Regions from separate parts of the Mus musculus genome. Here region 2 is linked to region 1. The links are chromatin contacts, called in public Hi-C maps. All regions are on one chromosome and are shown on one strand. The core of a region is the stretch at or near the end of the contact, and the rest is flanking DNA. Distances in the headings are between cores, read along the strand shown.

Region 1 (5,520 bases), core at 1,697-4,196:
CTTAGTGGTACTTGCCAAAAAACAGCAGACTCGTCACCTGACCGCATCAGACTTTACTGTGGGGAAAAACTAGCTCTGAGCAGACAATGGATTATTTAAGATCTCAGAATAAACTGGGTGGTGGTATCGCATGTCTTTAATCCCAGCATTTAGGAAGCAGAGGCAGGTGGATTTCTATGAGTCTGAGGCTAGCCTTGTCTACAGAGCGAGTTCTAGGACATGCAGGGCTACACAGAGAAACTCTGTCTCAAAAAAAAAACAAACAAACAAAAAAAAACAAACAAAAACAAAAAAGAAAGAGAGAAAAATCTTACAATACAATTAAATAAGATATACATCCACTCAACACAAATAGAAGTCAACATTTTCATCTCCTATGAAACTTTACATTAGTGTACCTTCCATCTGACACACGGCGGATGGGGAAGACACTTGGAAATCTGTAGGCACAGCCTTAGTATGTGAATCTATAAAGAGCACCTAAAACTATGAATGGGGCAGAGATGCGCTATCAGCCATGGAGTAAATGTCACATCCCGGAAGATCGAGCACTAGCGGCCAGAGCTGGGAATGATTCTCCACTTGGTGAGGCGGGAACACGAGGTAGAACCAGAGAGAGTTGAGGCTACATCCTTAACACCGTGGCTGGTGATTCTCAGAGCAGGCAAGGCACTCTCTGCACTGATGGGAATGTATGTACCTTGCACAGTCCTGGGGCTACACACCCTTGTCACTTGAGGGCAGATGTGTCCCTTGCCTTTCACAGAAACTGTAACAGAACCCTCTATCATGGGGTGGGATGTGTGGATGGACTGTGGCTTGTGCTGAGGGATGCTGGGACTTCTTAAGCACATCAGGTACAGAGCCTGGAGGACGCTCTGTCCTGTGGCCACCACATCCAATCCCTTCCCCCACATGGCCTTTCTGATCTAGACACTTCTCTGACCCTGTGTGTCCCCACCTGTCTCTAGACACCAGGCTGATGTTTGCCAAGGAGCAGCAGGCACGCACCGAGGTGAAGGCTGAGGCGGGGAACAGTGCCACCCTGAGCTGCGAGGTGGCCCAGGCCCAGACTGAGGTGACATGGTTCAAGGACGGGAAGAAGCTGAGCTCCAGCTCGAAGGTGCGCGTGGAGGCCTCGGGCTGCTCCAGGAGGCTGGTGGTGCAGCAGGCGGGCAAGGCGGATGCTGGGGAGTACAGCTGCGAGGCCGGGGGTCAGAAGCTCTCCTTCCGCCTGGACGTGGCAGGTGGGTGTCATTGTGTTCAGGGCAGAGATACAGCTGAACACTCAGTAGCACATGGGTTTCTTGTCTGCTTTACAGCTCAGTCTCTGTTCCTTTTATTCCTCTACTGTCTCCTGAGCTCTGAGAACAGAGCCTCTTTCTCACACACTCCTGATGGCTCCCAACAGTTCCTTTCCCTGTTCACTTCCACTGCCTTCCTTGTCAATGGTTCTGTTGGGCTGGCTTCGTCAGGTGCAAGAGCTGTTATCCCTCAAGTTCTGGGGGGGGGGGGAAGGCCCAGTTCTTTGTCCCCGTGGGCTGTGAGTGTCCTGGCCCAAGGCTCAGAGCCTGCTCTTCCTGTTGCTGGTCCATGGCCCTATTGTAGCCCTGGAGTCCTGGTAGTTCAGTAGTAGGTTGGTCCTGTGTGATGGTTCCAGCTTAGAAGCCTGTTTTGGCTTGCTGCTGGGCCAGGATGACCTGCCTCTGTCTTGTCCCCTCCCCTGCTCTCTCTGCACACCCACTTCCATCCCCTCTAAACCTGTTCATGTTGAATGTGGTACCTGGATTGTTATTGTTACCTGGTAACTATGGTCATCTACCTGACAGACATTTGCAGAAGAGGGTTCCTCTTGGTTTATTCTTTGAGGGTATCAAGTCCATTATGGGAGGGTGAGCTGTGGTCTCAGAAGCATGAGGCTTGTCACCTCCCATCCACAGCCAGGAAGCAGACAAAGATGGATGATGCTGGTGTTCAGCTTTCTTCCCCCTTTCTGTTCACATTCAGTTAGGGGTCCCAGCCCACATGCAGGGTAGTCTCCCTTCAGCTAAACCTCTCAGGGGACACTCTCTCCTTCCCTCCTTCCCTCCCTCTCTACCCCACATACACACACACACACACACACACACACACACACACTACACAGACACCACAAGACACCAAACATAGACACCACACACACACACACACACACACACACACACACACACACACTACATATACACAGACACCACACACACACATATCACATACCATGCTCACACATATACATACATACACACCACACATAAACGCACACCCACACACTATGCACATATACATACATATACACTACACACACAGACACCACACACATACACATACACACACACACACTACATACCACACTCACATATACATACATACCTCAAATATACATACATACAATACATACACACCACACAGACATATGCCACACAGACACACGTATACATACATATACACCACACACACACCACACAGACACAGACACAGACACACACACACACAAACACACACACGCATGCTTCATGGGACAGGAGAGCTGACATAGTAGTTAAGAAAACTCCCTGCTCTTGCAGAGGACCTGGGTTTTAGTCCCAACACCTGTATGGCTCACCTGTAACTCCAGTTTCATGAGTTCTAATGCTCTTTTCTGGTCTCGATGGACACACACACACACATACATGTATTCTCAATAACACACAAGACACATACATAAAATTAATCTTTTCAAAGAGGAATGCTTCATAACTCTCTAGATGTTTCTTAATCTAACCAGGCAGACATTTGAAATTAACCATCTCAGGATCTCTCACCTCATATGTTTCCACTTCCAGGAAGGCTCACAGGACTGGTTTTTGTAGGCCTGACACTATCTTGTAAGACTGACAGAGATCGACACAGCATGTCGCCATGGTGGTGGCCAGGAAGTGGCTGCTACCACACCCTCCCAGCTGTCCTTGTCTCTGACTGCAGTCCTTGACACCCTGATAGCTGAAGCATGTGGTCTTTTTAAGGGTGACTGCTGGGCCAGGCTCTACTGAGCCATCTCTGTCTCCTCCGACACCCACCCTAACTTTTGCCCATAGTGTTTTTGCCCCAGGCTATCTTCTCAGGCTGCCTCTATAGACTTCCAATCTCATTCCATGGCCCATCTGTCATGCTCTGGAGTGCTAGCTGCCTCTTCTATGCCATGCTGACCTGTGGGTTGAAGTCTCCTGCAGGGCAGGATTGCTGGGTTCTTGGTTAGGATGGCGCTGGTGACAGTGGTCCTTAGGAGAGACATGTTCTTGCTGGATCAACAGAGTGACAGCAACTAGCATTCACTGTTGTTAGAGAGTGGCACATGCTGGCCCTTACCCTCATGCTCATTACCTACTTCTCTTCAGAACCAGAGGCCGAATCCCAGATTCCGGAGAGACCCAGCCGCAGGGAACCTCTGGTTGTCAAGGAACATGAGACCATTATCCTGACTGCCACAATAGCTGCACCCTCTGTGGCTGCTGTGACCTGGCTCAAAGATGGAGTGGAGATCCGCCGCAGTAAGCGGCATGAGGCCACCAGTCTGGGTGATACCCATACCCTGACCGTGAGAGGCGCACAGGTCCTGGACAGTGCCATCTACAGCTGCCGTGTTGGCAAGGAAGGTCAGGACTTCCCGGTGCAGGTAGAAGGTAAGCAGAGGCTGGGGACCAGGCGTCTGGGTCTCCTCTAGGATGCCTATGTCTGCTCTAAAGACTAGCAGACAGTGTTCCACAACAGGCCCAGAGTGGGTCTCAGAACACAGGGTCATCTGCAGAGGACACTGTCTGACACCTTCTTCTTCCTTCAGAGGTGGCCGCCAAGTTCTCCAAACCCCTGGAGCCCGTCGAAGGGGAGCTGGGTGGCACCGTGATGCTGGTTTGTGAGCTGAGCCCGGAGCAGGCTGAGGTTGTGTGGCGCTGTGGGAACACACAGCTGCGGCCAGGCAAGCGCTTCCAGATGACATCAGAGGGGCCTAGGCGCACGCTGACCGTGTCTGGCCTTCGAGAGGATGACGCAGAGGAGTATGTGTGTGAGAGCCGGGATGACCGCACCAGCGCACGGCTCACTGTTAAAGGTACCCGTGGGTGAGCTAAGGTGGCTTCCTGGGGGAGACATCCTTCCATGTGTCTGTCTGGTGTGTGTGTGGGGGTGTCTCTCTGGAGCCTCTCCTGCCACCTCTCATGCACTCTTTTCCTCTGTAGTTCCCCGAGTGGTCAAGTTTACGTCTGGATTGAGTGCCATGGTCGCAGAGGAGGGCCAAGAGGCCACCTTTCAGTGTGTCGTGTCCCCCAGCGATGCAGGGGTCACATGGTACAAGGACGGGATGCAGCTGCAGCCTAGCGAGAAGTTTGTTATGGTAGAGAGTGGGGCCAGCCGCAGCTTGACTATCTTGGGCCTGACCCTGGAGGATGCCGGTCAAGTCACAGTGGAGGCTGAGGGGGCTTCATCTTCTGCTGCCCTCCGGGTCCGAGGTAAGCTGGGCACTGCCCAGACTTTCAGAATGTCCAGTGGCTCTTGCCATAGGTGCCCTTCCCTCTTCATGAGCTGATGAGGGAGCCCCATATTGTGTCAGGCTGATCTGGTTGACCCCAGGGGTATATGGAATCTCTCAGCTGTCAACAGAGGATGGGGGGACGACTAGATATCTTCTCTTCATGTGTATTTGGCAGGGGTGGGGATAAGGTTGGGACAACCCAGAGAGGCCTCCTTCTGGAGGAGATGGTCTCTGGATGAGTCTGCAGCGGCAAAGCTGGAGGGGCGCAGGCAGCCAGCGCACTTGGAAGTGAGAGGTGTGGATGTGCTTGAGAGCAGGACTTCATTTGAGGATGCAGCAGGCATGGCTGGCTCTTGGGCAAGGGAGCGATGAGGCTGGGTGTGCTTCCCCGGGGACAGGGAAAGATGGGACAGCTAGGCCCACGCTAAAGCCTTTGCCCTCCCCATACATTTTAACACGATCCAGGGTCCTTGGGCCTTGTTAAAGGGCAGACAATGGGGCAGTGGCTGAGGGGTTGTGAAGTGGCCCTACCCAGATACCGAAGGCTGGCTGTTGATAGTATCTGGCCATAGTTGGGAACTCAGCACCGGAGCAGGGCAAGCAGGGTTTGGGAGAGGACTGAAGAAGAAACAGCCTCAGCTTCTTCCCCTTATAAAATGAACCTATATAAGGTGTGCTGTTGGGGCTCTGCTTGAAGTGGCCTGCTCATGTAGTGGGGCATTCTGGGCCTAGATTCAGGCTGGGTGCTGGGGTGGGGCTTGGGCAGGCCCAAGGCAGCCAGGATGACCTCTGCCCTTCTGTATCTCAGAGGCACCGGTCCTCTTCAAAAAGAAGCTGGAGCCACAGACAGTGGAGGAGAGGACCTCTGTGACATTGGAGGTGGAGCTGACGCGGCCCTGGCCCGAGGTGAAGTGGACACGGAATGCTGCCGTCCTGACACCCAGCGAGAACGTGGAGATCCGCGCTGAGGGTGCTCGGCA
Region 2 (5,520 bases), core at 1,772-4,271, 84 kb after region 1:
GTCTGAGCCCTGCTAACAAAGCCCGGATCCCTGCTCCAAGCTAATCCTGGATTGTTCTGGTCCAGTCGGAAGCATTTCCCAGAATCCTCAGGTCTAGATGAGCGTGGCACACATCCAGTCAGGGAATCTTCTTCGAGAGTGAGCTTCCACACTTTCTCTGCTTCCAGCCTCACCTGCTCATCCCCATTTGCTGGAGAGAGTGACCGCGCCACCTTGCTCAATGTTTTGGAGGGGCGGGTCTCCTGGAGCAGTCCCACGGCTGCTCATCTGAGTGAGGACGCCAAGGACTTCATCAAGGCCACGCTGCAAAGGACCCCCAGGTGAGTGCACCCCTGCCCTTCACCCGCAGAAGCTCTTCAGCCCTGCCACAGGACCCACTTGACTCCCCCATCTGGTTTCCTTCTTCCTCCAGGGCCAGGCCTAGTACTTCCCAGTGCCTTGCCCACCCCTGGTTCCTGGTAAGTAGGCCCAGCTTGAGCTCAACTCGCTGCTCTGTCTCAGGCCAAGAGTTCTCATCAGTATTGATTATTCTGGCCCATTGCTCCCCTATTCAGAGGACCCTAGTGCCTTCATATTGGACTCTGAAGCCCTCGACAAAGTATTGCTACGCAGTTAGCAGCAAGGGCTTCCTTCTGCCTTCCTGGGCATCTGGGAGAAGGATTTGCAGTGTCCTAACCCTGGAGTGTCTGAGAGGAGACCCCGATGTTTGCTGCCTCCATCCTTCTGGGCTTGCATCCTTGAAGGGCCCCGACTAGGGCGCCAGGGTCCATCTCTTGTTATCATAGCCACTTTCCTCCCACCGCAGAAATCCATGCCTGCTGAGGAGGCCCACTTCATCAACACCAAACAGCTCAAGTTCCTTCTTGCTCGAAGTCGCTGGCAGGTGAGTCCCCCTTTTCTCAGGAAAGAGGTGCTGAGGCCAGGGGAGGGTACCTGAATCTAGCTGTGTGGTCAGGAGCACAGGGCCAGGCTGGCCTGCTCCATGATTCTGGGATCCCTTGAGTGTACCAGGTGGTGGGGCAGAGCAATAAAGCAGCAGGCACAGAAGCCCCAGGTGTCCTGGGTAACCAACCCCTCTGGAGCAAAGAGGCAATGGGCACCGCACCTCCTGCCATGACCAGTCATGCCCAATGGATGTCCCTCTGTCCTCATTTCCAGCGTTCCTTGATGAGCTACAAGTCTATCCTGGTGATGCGCTCCATCCCTGAGCTGCTTCAGGGTCCCCCAGACAGTCCATCTCTAGGAGTGGCCCGGCACCTACGAGGGGAAGCCAGTGGCGCCTCTAGCTCATCATCTTCCTCAGACAACGAGCTTGCCCCATTTGCCAGGGCTAAGTCGCTGCCACCTTCTCCTGTGACTCACTCGCCACTGCTGCACCCTCGGGGCTTTCTGCGGCCTTCGGCCAGCCTCCCAGAGGAGACAGAGGCCAGCATGCCCACTGCTGATGCGGCCGTGCCAGCGTCCCCACAGAGTGCTGGGCCTCCGGCAAGCCCAGGTTGTGTGCCCCGGCACAGCGTCATCAGCAGCCTGTTCTACCAGCAAGCTGGCGAGGGTGCAGAGCGTGGGAACAAAACATCGGGTGCCAAGAGGCACCCTGCGCGGAGGCGGCACCTGCTAAAGGGTGGGTACATTGCAAGGGCCTTACCCGGTCTGCGTGAGCCCCTCATGGAGTACAGCTTGTTGGAGGAAGAGGCGGCTAGGGAAGAGCAGGCCTCTCTGATGACCAAGACACCCTCCTTTGAGACTGCCCTGCGACTACCTAGTTCCAGTGTCAGAGAGGTCCCAGGCCGAAGCCACTCCCTGGACAACCCACCAGTCACGACTGGCCCCTCTCCTGAGGCATGCAAGGAACAACTCCTGTTCCCACCCTCCACGGGGTTGACTCATGAAACCACTGCCAAGGACAGGGGGCACAAAGAGGGGTTCTTGCAGGAGTCTGTCCCCTTTCCACCTATGAGTGGTGACTCGAGGCCTGGGAAGCAAGAGGGATCATCCCAGGACAGTTGTAGAGGGAAACCAGCCTCTTCCTGTCACTCTGAGCTGGGTTCTGGTTCCCAGGAGGGCTGTGGCCCTCCATCATCTCAATCGCTTGGCTCCTTACCTCCACAGTCATTGAAGAAGGAGCTCTCAACGTCCTGTGGCCCACTCTTTTCAGAACAGCCTCAGGCAGCCCCATTCCCAACTCAAGTAAGCCCCCTTCTGGGTTCTGAGAAGGAACCTCAGGATGGCTCTCTATCTGAAGGGCCAGTTCCAGTTCCCTCCAGTTCTCCAGGGTCAGCTTCCCAAGTAGATGCATCCTTGGATACTGAAGGCTTGTCTGAAGCTGGGGACACATGTGACTTCACGCCTCCTCCACAGCGGCCTCAGGAGCAGGCCACCACCCGGAAGTTCTCTCTGGAGTCCCGTGGGGGCTATGCAGGGGTGGCAGGCTATGGTACTTTTGCCTTTGGCGGGGATGCAGGGGGGATGCTAGGGCAGGGTCCTCTCTGGGCCAGGATGGCCTGGGCTGTGTCCCAGTCCTCAGAAGAGCAGGATGAAGCTGCGACTGAGAGCCCTCAACCTCTGGAGAGCTTGGGGCCCATTGCTGAGGCCAGTGGGGTTCCCCTAAGGACCTCTCCAAGCCTCACCCCTTGGGAGGAAGTTGAGCAGGTTTCCCTGGTGCAGATCCGGGATCTGTCTGGTGATGCGGAAGCAGCTGACACTATCTCCTTGGACATTTCTGAGGTCGATCCTGCCTACCTCAACCTCTCGGATCTATATGACATCAAATATCTCCCATTTGAGTTCATGATCTTCAGAAGGGTCCCCAAACCTATAGAGCAGCCAGAGTCACCTGGCTCAGAAACCGAAGCTGGGCAAGGGCTGGCAGATTTCCTGGAGGAGGCCGCGTGGCCCTGGCCAGGCGAGCTGGGACTGCGTGCTGGTCTGGAGATTACAGAGGAGCCGGAGGAGCCAGGGGACCTGGAAGCACTGCTGGGCGAGGCTGCTGTGGGCAGGAAGCGCAAGTGGTCCCCCTCCCGGGGCCTCTTCCAATTCCCTGGGAGGTGCCTGTCAGGGGAGGAGCCTGTGGAGCTTGGGCTGCGCCAGAGGGTGAAGGCTTCCATGGCTCACATCTCCAGGATCCTCAAGGGCAGGCCGGAAGGTAAACCCCCCACCCCATCATCTGGCATGTCTGCCTCCATGTTCTGCATCCATGGGGCTACCAGGTTCTCTTGTGCCCTCTCAAGTCCCCATTGGCCTCCTCTTCCTGTCCTATATGACCTCCAGCCTGACCCCATAGGTCTTGGCTCAAATCCTGGTTTCCTGACACCCCTCCTTACTGGGTATCTGAGACCATCTCTGATACATACTGGCTACAGAGACCTAGAGCTAAGAGCAGGGGCAGACCTTTGAGGAGAGAGGGGGTCCATGGATTAATTCACCAGACCCCAGATCTCTGGCCCAGGAGCCACCCCAAACCCAGATCCTCCAACATAGCTCTCAGTGACCTCAGAGCCCCTTCATCTCCAGAGCCTTCATGTCCTCTAACTTTCCTTACCCCAGGGCCAGCCTCCCAGCCACCCCTCAGGTATCTATCTATGCCCTTTGCTGCAGGCCTCAGTGTCCTGGCAGCCTGCTGCAAAGGGAGGCTAGGGATGACTTCAGCAAGCTTGGTTTTGAGTTCCTACATAGTCTCTGAAGTTGTAGTACTTCCCCTGGGCAGATTTCCCAGGTAGAGGAAGCTGGTGCCATCCTGCTTCTCCCCCTGAGCTCCTGGGGCCTCTTTCTTCCACAGGTCCTGAGAGGGAAGGGCCTCCCAGAAAGAAGGCAGGCCTAGCTTCTTTCCGGCTGTCAGGCCTGAAGGGCAGGGACCAAGGTAAGCGGGGATCACAACTGCCGGAGTCCAGTATGGGGCTCTGGTATAGAGGTCTAAGCTTGGAAGGCAGGCAGTCTCCCCTCAAGGCTCTTCTTTTACTCCCACTCAGCACCATCCTTCCTAAGAGAACTCTCAGACGAGGCTGTGGTCCTGGGCCAATCAGTGACACTGGCCTGCCAGGTGTTGGCCCAGCCAACTGCCCAGGCTACCTGGAGCAAAGGTAAGGAGCTGTCCTGGAGTCTGGGTGCTGGACTGGTATAGACAAGCCGCAATCACAGGCCCAGCAGGATGCTGTGGCTGCCCTGGGGAAAGCCAAGGCTGGCTTTGTCTTGTCACAGATGGGGTCCTCCTGGAGAGCAGCGGCCACCTCCTCATCTCCTCCACCCTGAAGAACTTCCAGCTGCTGACCATCCTGGTGGTGAAAGAGGAGGATCTGGGCACATATACCTGCTGTGTGAGCAACCCGCTGGGGACAGCAGTCACCACAGGTGTCCTCCGGAAAGCAGGTGTGTGCTCCACACCGGAAGTCTCCACCAGGCCATGAGGGCTGGGCTGGGAGTTGCAGGACATCTCATTTTGCATAGTGGGCAGGACAATACTGGTTTCTTATCTGAGTGTCCATGGAACTTAGGGCTTGTAGCGAAGTCCCAAAATGTCAAAGAAGCAGATAAAGCTGCTAATACCACGCCTACCGCCAAGAGTCTATTTGTGTGCTCCACTGCTGGACAGGAAGCCCTTACACATGCCTGAGATGAGAACCGCCTCTCCTGACAGCACCACCTCATCTTCCTGTATTGCTTTCTGGTTCACACAGCATCCAAGGGTGCTTCTAGGATGATGAAGACAGGGACTATTGGCCTAGCTGTGGGACCAGTCCATCACAGATTGGCCTGTTAGCCTTGGGCCACGGCACTTGGCAGAGATGAGGCACTAACCAGGGCCACTCCATAGCATCTGCACTGTGCCCTGGTGAGGTGGACTGAGAGGGATCTAGACAGAGACTGCCAGGCAGGTGGACCCCCACACTAGTAGAGGTGCCAGCCTCTTCTATTCATCCTAGCTTGAAGCCCCTCTCCATCAAATGACAGAACAAGTAGAGGGCAGGCCTGGCAGCTGGTGAGAGTGAGACAGGTGTGGCCAGAGGTTGTTCCTTGAGGGTTGAGTGTCCACACTGACCACAGAGTTGCCCTTGCAGAGCGCCCTTCATCTTCTCCACGCCCTGAGGTGGGGGAACTATACAAGGATGCGGTGCTGCTGGTCTGGAAGCCTGTGGAATCCTGTGGCCCGGTGACCTACATTGTGCAGTGCTGTATAGAAGGTATAGGCTTTCTGAGGCTTGGGACTCTGAAGGATTGGCATGGAAAGGCACTGTTGGGTGTGTCTGCTCTCTGCCTGTGGGTGGCCTCAGGAGAGGGGTTCCCTTGACTCTCCACAACAGCTTCTTACTCTCTCCTGTGTGGTCAGGAGGCAGCTGGACAACCCTGGCTTCAGACATCTCTGACTGCTGCTACCTCACTGGCAAGCTATCGAGGGGTGGCATGTATATCTTCCGGACAGCATGTGTCAGCAAAGCAGGAATGGGCCCCTACAGCAGCCCCTCAGAACAGGTCCTCCTCGGAGGACCCAACCACCTGGGTGAGCTTTGGGGCCGATGGGGCAGATAA

The links. Hi-C and Micro-C count contacts between places; a contact is called where the count stands out from the background.
Region 2: a contact with region 1 is called in a Hi-C map of the G1E-ER4 cell line, with 3 times the contacts expected there. The contact joins two enhancer-like sites. A contact is called at or near these places in 4 of 39 promoter capture datasets (embryonic stem cells, hippocampal neurons, liver and 1 more), 10 of 484 Hi-C or Micro-C datasets (the G1E-ER4 cell line, embryonic fibroblasts, embryonic stem cells and 3 more), 2 of 115 datasets of contacts at active chromatin or transcription factors (bone marrow-derived dendritic cells and embryonic stem cells) and 2 of 9 other capture datasets (adipose tissue and liver).

The regions. Positions count from the first base shown.
Region 1 is chr11:59,080,792-59,086,311 of GRCm38.p6, reverse strand. Obscn (obscurin, cytoskeletal calmodulin and titin-interacting RhoGEF) reads left to right here. Exons shown (of 104, transcript NM_001171512.2): 19 at 3,417-3,695; 20 at 3,854-4,120; 21 at 4,248-4,517; 22 at 5,349-5,520. Among named protein-coding and RNA genes, the nearest start is that of Obscn, 53 kb to the left of the region's middle. Within about 2 kb of position 2,946, at least 9 of the 459 cell types and tissues checked have an H3K27ac peak or open chromatin away from gene starts, as enhancers often do. A contact at or near this core is called in the G1E-ER4 cell line, where this site is marked.
Region 2 is chr11:58,996,817-59,002,336 of GRCm38.p6, reverse strand. Obscn (obscurin, cytoskeletal calmodulin and titin-interacting RhoGEF) reads left to right here. Exons shown (of 104, transcript NM_001171512.2): 90 at 168-320; 91 at 413-458; 92 at 806-883; 93 at 1,159-3,142; 94 at 3,776-3,856; 95 at 3,984-4,076; 96 at 4,195-4,362; 97 at 5,052-5,174; 98 at 5,321-5,491. Among named protein-coding and RNA genes, the nearest start is that of Gm51863, 7.0 kb to the right of the region's middle. Within about 2 kb of position 3,021, at least 16 of the 459 cell types and tissues checked have an H3K27ac peak or open chromatin away from gene starts, as enhancers often do. A contact at or near this core is called in the G1E-ER4 cell line, where this site is marked.